Regions from separate parts of the Mus musculus genome. Here regions 1 and 2 are each linked to region 3. Evidence: chromatin contacts called from public HiChIP or PLAC-seq data. All regions are on one chromosome and are shown on one strand. Each heading gives the region's core, a stretch centred on a gene start, on an enhancer-like site or on the middle of the called end of the contact. The rest is flanking DNA. Distances are from core to core; before and after follow the strand shown. Region 1 overlaps Clmp (CXADR-like membrane protein). Region 2 overlaps Clmp (CXADR-like membrane protein). Region 3 overlaps Gramd1b (GRAM domain containing 1B).

The links. HiChIP or PLAC-seq counts read pairs in DNA pulled down with a chosen protein or histone mark.
Region 1: a contact with region 3 is called in a FOXA1 HiChIP or PLAC-seq map of pancreatic cancer cells. The contact joins two enhancer-like sites. A contact is called at or near these places in 3 of 484 Hi-C or Micro-C datasets (bone marrow-derived macrophages, cerebellum and granulocyte-monocyte progenitors) and 1 of 115 datasets of contacts at active chromatin or transcription factors (pancreatic cancer cells).
Region 2: a contact with region 3 is called in a FOXA1 HiChIP or PLAC-seq map of pancreatic cancer cells. The contact joins two enhancer-like sites. A contact is called at or near these places in 1 of 484 Hi-C or Micro-C datasets (LSK cells) and 3 of 115 datasets of contacts at active chromatin or transcription factors (the NIH/3T3 cell line, microglia and pancreatic cancer cells).

Annotation. Positions count from the first base shown.
Region 1 is chr9:40,729,202-40,732,475 of GRCm38.p6, forward strand. All of the region lies in intron 1 of Clmp (CXADR-like membrane protein), which reads left to right. Among named protein-coding and RNA genes, the nearest start is that of Clmp, 45 kb to the left of the region's middle. RefSeq lists an enhancer at 576-3,206. Within about 2 kb of position 1,755, at least 194 of the 459 cell types and tissues checked have an H3K27ac peak or open chromatin away from gene starts, as enhancers often do. A contact at or near this core is called in bone marrow-derived macrophages, granulocyte-monocyte progenitors and pancreatic cancer cells, where this site is marked.
Region 2 is chr9:40,774,986-40,778,111 of GRCm38.p6, forward strand. The region is part of intron 5 of Clmp (CXADR-like membrane protein); the gene reads left to right. Among named protein-coding and RNA genes, the nearest start is that of Hspa8, 25 kb to the right of the region's middle. Within about 2 kb of position 1,651, at least 50 of the 459 cell types and tissues checked have an H3K27ac peak or open chromatin away from gene starts, as enhancers often do. A contact at or near this core is called in pancreatic cancer cells, where this site is marked.
Region 3 is chr9:40,322,879-40,325,848 of GRCm38.p6, forward strand. The region is part of intron 4 of Gramd1b (GRAM domain containing 1B); the gene reads right to left. Among named protein-coding and RNA genes, the nearest start is that of 1700110K17Rik, 9.1 kb to the right of the region's middle. Within about 2 kb of position 1,538, at least 83 of the 459 cell types and tissues checked have an H3K27ac peak or open chromatin away from gene starts, as enhancers often do. A contact at or near this core is called in bone marrow-derived macrophages, granulocyte-monocyte progenitors and pancreatic cancer cells, where this site is marked.

The DNA.
Region 1 (3,274 bases), core at 505-3,004, 410 kb after region 3:
TCCTTCTCATGATACATGAGAAACTCAATCACAGAGTAAAAAGTAAGTCTTTGTTATAGTCTAGGAAAAGTATTTAAATCTATCAAGAACTGGAGCTAGAGAAAGGGCTCTGTGGTTAGAAGCATTCGCTGCTCCTGCCGTGGACCCAGGTTCAGTTCCCAGCACCCACACGGTGGCCCATGAGCATCTGTAACTGCAGATGCAGGGCATCTGAGCCCTCTTCTGACTTCCAAGAGCACTACGCAATCGACTGTGTGCATGCACTCGGGCACTTGGGCAAAAGAAAAGTTAATACATCTTTTAAAATTTACTACTGATTGTAATGACTTACAAACACGCACATACGAATACCCATTTAGTTAAATGTATAGGCTCATCTTCCCCTGTGTGCATACGCTGGTACTTGTGACCACACAGGGGAAACTATTTATAAAATTAATAACAGTTATGAGCTGGAAAGTTGGCTCAGTGGTTAAGAGCCCTACTTGTCACATAGGACCACCTCCTCGGGTACCAAGTACAAATATGTTGAGCACTTGTACACATAAAATACTAAAAGTAAATCTAAAAAATATTTTGTTGCTGGTGGTGGTACATGCCTTTAACCCCAGCACTCAGGAGACATAGACAGGCTGCTCTCTGAGTTCAAGTCCAGTCTGTTCTACAAAATGAGTTCTGGGACAACCAGGGCTATACAGAGAAACCATGTCTCAAAGAACAAAAACAACAAGAACAAAAATAATAATTATTTGAGAGGGTTGAAGGGCCTGGGTCAAGGAAGACATTAGTGTTTAGTAGTAGTAATAATAATAATAATAATAATAATAATAATAATAATAAGGCTGGAGAGATGGCTCAGCGGTTGAGAGCACTGACTGCTCTTCCGAAGGTCCTGAGTTCACATCCTAGCAACCACATGGTGGGTCACAACCATCTTTAATGAGATCTGATGTCCTCTTCTGGTGTGTCTGAAGACAGCTACAGTGTACTTACATATAGTAAATAAATAAATAAATCTAAATAATAATAATAGCAATAACAACAACAATAGAGAGCCAGGCGTGGTGGCGCACGGGAGGCAGAGGCAGGCGGATTTCTGAGTTCGAGGCCAGCCTGGTCTACAAAGTGAGTTCCAGGACAGCCAGGGCTACACAGAGAAACCCTGTCTCGAAAACAAAAACAAAAACAAAAAACCCCAACAACAATAGAGTATGTGAAACCTTCAAAAAGGCTTATAAGTGTCAATAGTACTTTGGGGTGCCTGTGTGCGCGCGCGTGTGCGTGTGCACGTGCGTAGTGGCTATCCTTGTTAAATTGACGTCACACCCACAAATACGACTCATCCCTTTTGCTGTGTCCTGGGAGGGTAATTAGGGCCTTTTTCACAACTGAGAAACCAAGAAGTTGTCTGATGCTGTCCAGTACATTTGGAAGCAGAGACCCCAGGCCTCGGGGTTTCTAATTATTTTGTTATTGGGGGAAGTGCTCCTCCCAGGATGCTTGTGGTCTAGTGCTCTCAGTCGCTCTAGCTGGAAACCCAAGGGACTAAAGAAACGCTAGAGGCTACAGCAGCAGCGGCCGCCGCCGGTCCCTGGTGTCTGCCCCCAGCTGTCGCAGACCTCCCGCACATGTGGTTTCAATCACCCAGCCTGGCGCCTTCCGCCAGCGCAGAAGCCCTGCAGCTCCGAGAGTTCTGCGACTCTTTGTTTAGGGAGGAGCCCAGCCCAGCCCGGGTGGCCACCCTCGGGAGTGGCTCTGATCTTTGCCTTGCAGATCTATAAAACTGCGGCCATGGCAGGGCAGCTCCGGGAGGGAGGCTGCAGGCTGCAGGAGGCACGGGAATTCGGGCTGCTGCAATTTGAGTCTCCAGGGATAGGAAGGCCCGCGCCCTCTCTGCAGATTCTTGCCAAATCAAACACCCAGCAGATGACCGGAGCGGGACCCTGGAGAGACCGCTGGTTCTTAGCAGATGGCCATCTCCCCAGCCTGTCTCTTACTCGGAATCTTTCCCGGTTCCTTCTTCTGTGTGGGGCACAATTTTGTGAGCTACAGAAATTGAGCTTTCTAATTTGATTTTCTAGAGAAGGATTTGAATAGAAACGCACATGGGACTCAGGAAGGTGGGCACAGACGGTTGACTTACTTGGTTTGGAAGGAGGACAAACCCTGACAGTCTAATTTAGCAGCCTGTCACGCTGGGAGCCAAAAGACGTTCTCCAGCCCGTAAGCCCAGTTCTTTTTACTGTAAGTTACTAAAAGAACCCTTTGGGTTTCACGTTGCACTCGGTATTTCTTGAACGCGGTATCCTGGGCTGCAGCCATGAAATGTTACACTGGAGGTAGAAATTTACTGCAGACTTCTTCCACAACCCCATACCTGGTCTGCATTCCTGAAATATCTGTTGCCAGGGAAACGGCGATCTCCCTTTGCGTTCTTAGTCTCATTAATAAAAGAATTTTAAAACGGACTCAGAAGGAAGCTCTAGAACAATTTTATTATTAAAGTTTGACAGAAAAACAACATGGCAAGTAAGCTGAAAGGGAACAGGGGAATAGCGGGGAAACTAGGAGTGGAAGTCAGAAAGTAAGAAAGCCCGGGTGTCAGGGAAAGCCTGTTCAGGATTTGGGCTGCTATGAAGGGAGGGGCTAAGGAAAGGGGAATCCATGTTTAAAGGAGGAGCCAGGGTTCTGAGCTCTCTGGGACATTCATTGCAGGTCTTTAGCCTTGACCACAACATCTATAGTAAACAGGCTTTATAAAACAGAGTTGGCGGTTTTTACAGGCATAACTTAATTTTTTTTTAAAGTTCATTTTATTTTTTAATTGTGTGTGTGTGTGTGTGTGTGAGTGTGTGTGTGTGAGTGTGTGTGTGTGTGTGTGTGTGTGTGTGTGTTTGCGCGCACATACGCATAGGAGTACAGACACCCACAAAGACCAAGAGAGGCCATTGGGGCCCTGAAGATGTAGTTACAAGTGATTGTGAGCTACCCAAGGTAGGTGCTGGGAACTAACCTTGAATCTTACTCACTCTTCCCTTCCCTAGACATAACTTATTTTTTAGAATATCTATATAAACAACGCAAAGATGTTTGATCATCTCCCCAGGTATTTTATTGTTATTGAGATAATTCAGAAACAGAAAATTTCAGAGGATCAAAAACAGCTCGTTGTTTAATGTGACCCTCAGATACACTGCAGCTGGTCTCCACGACACCAAACCCTCCCTCCCTCCCTCCCTGTGTGGCATCTGTCACAGTGCTAACAGCTCATATG
Region 2 (3,126 bases), core at 401-2,900, 450 kb after region 3:
CATCTGTAATGGGATCCAATGTCTTCTGATATGTTTGAAGACAGAGACAGTATACTCACATACATTAAATAAATAAATCTTTTAGAAAATATATTAAGCCGGGCATGGTGGTGCACGCCTTTAATCCCAGAGCTCGGGAGGCAGAGGCAAGAAGATTTCTGAGTTCGAGGCCAGCCTGGTCTACAAAAGTGAGTTCCAGGACAGCCAGGGCTATACAGAGAAACCCTGTCTCGAAAAACTAATATATATATATATACACATATATATATTAAAACAAAAAAGTAGGGTCAGGTGTTTTGGTACATTCTGTAATCCTAGCTCTTGGAACAGGAGGATAATGAATTTGATAGCTGCTGGAGCTACTTGGTAATATAATTTTTCTTTTAATTTTTTTTTTTTTAAAGAAAGGAAAGAGCCAGGCGTGGTGGCTCATGCCTCTAATTCCACTAGCATTTACGAGAAAGAAACAGGTAGATTTCTGAGTTTGAAGCCAGCCTGGTCTACATAGTGAGTTCGAGGACAGCCCAGGCTACATAACAAAACCCTGTTTCAAAACAAACAAACAAAGTAAATAAATAAATAAATAAATAAATATGCCAAGGGAGAAAAGCAATCAATAGCCTTAACCAGCTCTGAAGCTTATAGACCACAAAGATGATAGCCTGCCAAGGACAGCAGCCTTCCCATCTTGGGGACTACTAAACACTGTTTTAAGTAAAAGACATCAGAAACCAAGTTACAAAACAAAACCAACCTGAATATCTGTATCTATTTCTGTAGAACAAATTACCCCAAATTTAGTGCACTTAAAACTTTTTTTTTTTTTTTTTTTGGTTTTTCGAGACAGGGTTTCTCTGTGTCTGTGTAGCCCTGGCTGTCCTGGAACTCACTTTTGTAGACCAGGCTGGCCTTGAATTTAGAAATCTACCTGCCTCTGCCTCCTGAGTGCTGGGATTAAAGGTGTGAGCCACCATGCCTGGCACAAAACATTTTTTAAAAAAAATAATTACTTATTTATGTATGAGTACACTGTAGCTGTCTTCAGACACACCAGAAGAGGGCATCAGACCCTATTACAGATGGTTGTGAGCCACTGTGTGGTTGCTGGGAATTAAACTCAGAACTCTGGAAGCAGTTAGCACTCTTAACCACTGAGCCATCCCTTCAGGTCCCCACCCCATCCCCCTGCACTTAAAACTTCTTAGTCTCAGTTTCTGCAAGTGGCCTAGCTGGGAAGTCAGGCTCACTGTCTCCTCAGGAGAGGTTACACAGAGTGTCTGTCATCTGTGCTGCACACGTGGCAAGACCTGGAGGCTGGAGGCTACCCTCTAAAATGGCTCCCAGTGGCTGTTGGGTGCAGGCCTTCTTTCTTCACATAGGCTCTCTTAAAAAAGAAAAAAAAAACAAAAAACAAAAAACAAAAAAACAAATTCACAGCTGGCTTCCCTCATGACCTGAAAGTTCCAAGCCCCCTCTCCCCCAGCTTTTTGATGAGATGCGGCCTGACACAGGCGTTTGAGATGTAGAGACTTGAGAACTGAGAATTGTACTGATTTGTATAACCAAAGTCTCAGATGTGACCTGCCATTACTTCTGATCACGTCTGTATTTCATTTACTACGAGTGAGTCACGGGCAGTAAGAGTGTTCGGGCAGATAAGGCTCTTTGGCACCAAGCCTAATGGTCTGAAGGTCTATGTCCAGGACTCACATGGTGGAAGGAAGGAAACAACTTCCTTTAGTTGTCCTGTGGCAGCCACTGGAGAGTTGGGGGGCGGGAGGGGACGTGCCTACCCAGCACCACCCCACATGCAGCACACAAAAGAAAGAAAGAAAGAAAGAAAGAAAGAAAGAAAGAAAGAAAGAAAGAAAGAAAGAAAGAAAGAAAGAAAGAAAGAAAGCAAGCTTAAAAAAAAAAACAACCAATCAACCAAAAACTACTTTATCACTTAATGAAAGAAAGAACTGTTAAGATGTTAAAACTGGTCCAAAGGCCACTTGAGACATTAGATTAGGGACAAAGACACTTTAACTTGGAGACTGTGAAGCTTGCTGGGGCAGGCAGCAAAATAGTTAATGTTCTACAAAATCTGTGATTTCTGTGGTCACCTGTTTAGCTGGAATAGGAATCTTTCTGCTGTAAGTTGCCATCATCGAGTTACAAATTGTCAAGTACTTCTGCCCTTTCAAGTATCAGTTGTCCTACAAATTTAACAAGGTCTTCACTGAAAACGTATGAGCTGGCTTTCGTGTCAACTGAACATCTGCCCTTTTTATTTCAAGCTATGGTGTTAGTAAAAATCTTAAAGTCAGGAGGATCATAGATTCAAAATCAGTCTGGGCTATAAACCAAGGCTGGGTTTCAAACACACACACACACACACATACACACATAAATAATAATAATACCAGTTATTAGGAAGATTATGTATTGAAACAACAACAACAACAAAATGGTTCTTTAGCCTGGTGGTACATATCTATAATTCCAGTACTTAGGAGGTGGATGTAGAAAGATCCAGAATTCAATGTCATTCTCTTATATAAAGAATTTGAGGCCGAGCGTGGTGGCGCACACCTTTAATCCCAGCACTCAGGAGGCAGAGGCAGGCGGATTTCGGAGTTCGAGGCCAGCCTGGTCTACAAAGTGAGTTCAAGGACAGCCAGGACTATACAGAGAAACCCTGTCTCAAAAAAACCAAAAAAAAAAAAAATTGAGGCCAGTCTAGGCTACTTGAAACCTTGCTTCAAAGAAATATTTTTTTTCCATTTTTTATTAGGTATTTAACTCATTTACATTTCCAATGCTATACCAAAAGTCCCCCATATCCACCCACCCCCACTCCCCTGCCCACCCACTCCCCCTTTTTGGCCCTGGTGTTCCCCTGTACTGGGGCATATAAAGTTTGCAAGTCCAATGGGCCTCTCTTTCCAGTGATGACCGACTAGGCCATCTCTTGATATATATGCAGCTAGAGTCACAAAGAAATATTTTTTAAATAAACTAAAAATGGGGTGGGGGGAACTAAGTACTGCTATATTCTTGGCCAGTATAAATTCTAGCACCTTTTATTATTGTCTGTAGACTTGAAAAGAGAAAATATAGTGTAGTGAAACTTCAGAGACC
Region 3 (2,970 bases), core at 288-2,787:
CATGCATGTACAGACCCCTACTTTCTTGAGGCTGGCTTCTTGGAGCCTAGTTGCTGCCCTGACTCTATCAAAAGATCAAGTTCAGTGTATTATGCATCAGTGGTCCTCAAATTCTGTGACAGGTGGATTCCACAATTCCGATTTCCAGGGCGATCACAGTATCTCTTTTCAGGTCCATACCACACCCAAGATACAGGTGCTATAGATAGTTCCAGGAGGCTCCAGGTACTTAACAGAAATTCCCTGGGAACACTGATATCTAGTCATAGACACAGGACAGTCGAGTGGGTTACTATCTGGATGAGACAGGGACAGTTTACACTCAACTCCGAGAGATAATGTCATAGGAAATGAGTATCAGTCTGCATTAGCCTTTGTCTCCTCCACCCTCTCACCAAGGGCTGGGCAGGGCAGGGCAGGGCCAGGATCCCAGGAGCCGGAATTGCCCTTAGTTAAACATTAACTCTATGGCAAACACTGGGTGCTGGGACCAACTGGTACCCTTTCTCCAGGTTTAGCACAAAGGAGGGGGTGAGAGAGCCTGGTCAGGACGGAAGAGGATTTGGGGTTCAGCACTGACCTCACCTAGCAAGAAACAAGTTAAGATCCACAAAGAAAATCCCAGTGCTCCAGCCAAATGCGGTAGGCAGAAGCCAGGCATGGGTGGGACGAGGAGACAGGAGAAAGGTGACTAAACATGAGGTAGGCATGGGTGCAATGCAGAGGGTGCTGAAGAGGGAGCATTGGGGACGGGGGCGGGGGGAGAGTGAAGTTTAGAGTTGACTGCCATGGGATAGCAGTCAGGAAGATTCTTCAAAGTCATGGGTAAAAATCATAGGTGGGAGACAGATGGGTGTAGAGGAAGAGGACTGTCCTTGGAGGAAATACCAGGCACTGGTGTGTTGTTGCGGCTGCCCCAACACCTGCAACTCCTATAAAGCCTTGTCCTACTGTCCTCTGGCTGATGCTAGGTAGGCTTGCCCTGTCATTCCCAGGATTGGTACCAATCCTTCTCGCCTTCCTTAAAGCCAGCTTTCCTAGCAGGGGACGGTGACAGACAATGTGGGTGCTGTCTCAAGCTAGCGGCTACCCTATTCTAGGCTCTGCCCCTAAGTTGCTATGGAAACATTAACACCCCAGAAGTGAGACATAAGGCGGGAGGGTCTATCTGCCCACCTGGGGCTCAGGAAGACCCATACCTACCGGGAACAGGAAGGATCACATTTAAAAGGCAGATGGTAATCCTTCAAGCTGGAGTCTGACCATCCTCATCTCTGCCTATAGTTCCAAAGCCCTATCGCCTGACCCTGTAAGATCCTGACCACTGGGGCTACACCTTTGTACTCCCAGGCTGGAGGCCCTGTTGAAGAAAATGAGCTTGTCAGCTGTGGGGGTGAAGGGCAAGAAGGGCCCCAAGACAGTTGCACATGACAGGTTTTCATACGCTACCCTAACCCCAATGTTCACCCTCAACAGTCTTGTCCCTATGTCACTTCCCTTCTTGTGACTCAACTCTTCAGGTCAGGCTAATCTGTTATTTTGCAGACAGTTTCCTCTTAGCTAGTCATGGGACAAAGAGTTGCTTTCCTACAGACTGGTGGTGACAGTAGAAACTGGCTTCCTCTTAAATTACACCCAGGGTCCCTGACCAGGTCTTGGGTACTCTCCTACAGTAGTCAGAACTCTGTAGAGCCCTGACTCTAGCCTGCCCCCAGCGCATGGAAGTATAAAGCTTGCATCTATCTAAAGGACTCCTAGTGCCAGGGGTATAACCTGAGGCATCATAGCTGGTGAGCTAACTCATAACAGCGGGAAAGAGATTAGAAAGAGGAACAGGACACCAGGATCCTCTATGGAGGTCAGATTCCAGCCAGCCGGCAGACAGCAATGGAGATGAAAGGTAGGTCTAAGGGAATACAGGTCAAAACAACAAGGGTAGACAACGAGCCTCCCAAAGGAAGCAGTGTAGACGAGGAGGAGGTAGTGCAGAGGGGAGGGGTCAATGGAGCTTTACCTGATAAACACAAGTGTATAAGGCATAGCCACAGCATTCAGAGAAGGTACTTAGCCAACCAGAACCCAGCAAGTAACCCTACCCAACAGGTGGCTCTCGGAGAACCTAGGTCATAGATTCCAGTCCCAGCCAAGGCGACTCGGCCAATGTCCAGGGTAAATGCACTGGCAGGGTCAGAAGGAACCCAAGGGAAACCAAGGTGTTAGACAGAGAGCAACTGACCGACAACACTAATAACTGGGCTCTGGAAAACGGGGAACTGGAGCATCTGTCTCAACAGAAAGGACAGGATGAGTTCATTCAACCAGCCTGCATGGGTACTGTATCCACCCTGCTTCTCCACTATAGCAGTTACTAACCAACAACCTCTATAGGAGCTAACTCTTGCACAAGTGAAACCAGAGCCTATCAGCTATACAACCCTCATGCACACCTCTTAGCACCTGCAGCTATAGTGACTGGAAACTTTCTGGTTTCCCTGTGTCCACCTGTCATTTCTATGTCCTCCTCTGCTTCCGTTCCTTTTTGCTTCCTGCACGAACACCGAGTCTGGTGCGTATATAGCAGAACCATGAAGAGAGTGGGCAGCAGCCAGTACAGGCAGAAAGGAATGTGTCAGTGGTCGTCCCGGAGGACTTTCAGAGGTCTGTCAAGTTCAACTGCAGACAGGCGTCCTTCCTTTTGAATCCTTCAGCCAAGAAGCATGTCTGTCATCAAGCTGAGTGAGTGCTTAGGTTGTCAGAGCATCAGAATCAGGCTGAGGGAGGACAGAGATAGAGAGAGGGGGTAGGGAGCCTTAAAACATGCAGCAATCAGGAAGAAACAGAAAGCTGGCCGGGTGACTGGAAACCAGAGAACAGAGAAGAGCATGAAGAAGGGAGACAGAAATGGAGGGTGGGGGAGGGAGAGAGCAAGGAGCTGAGAACAGTACCGGAACAAAAACAGAGCGAGCAGGC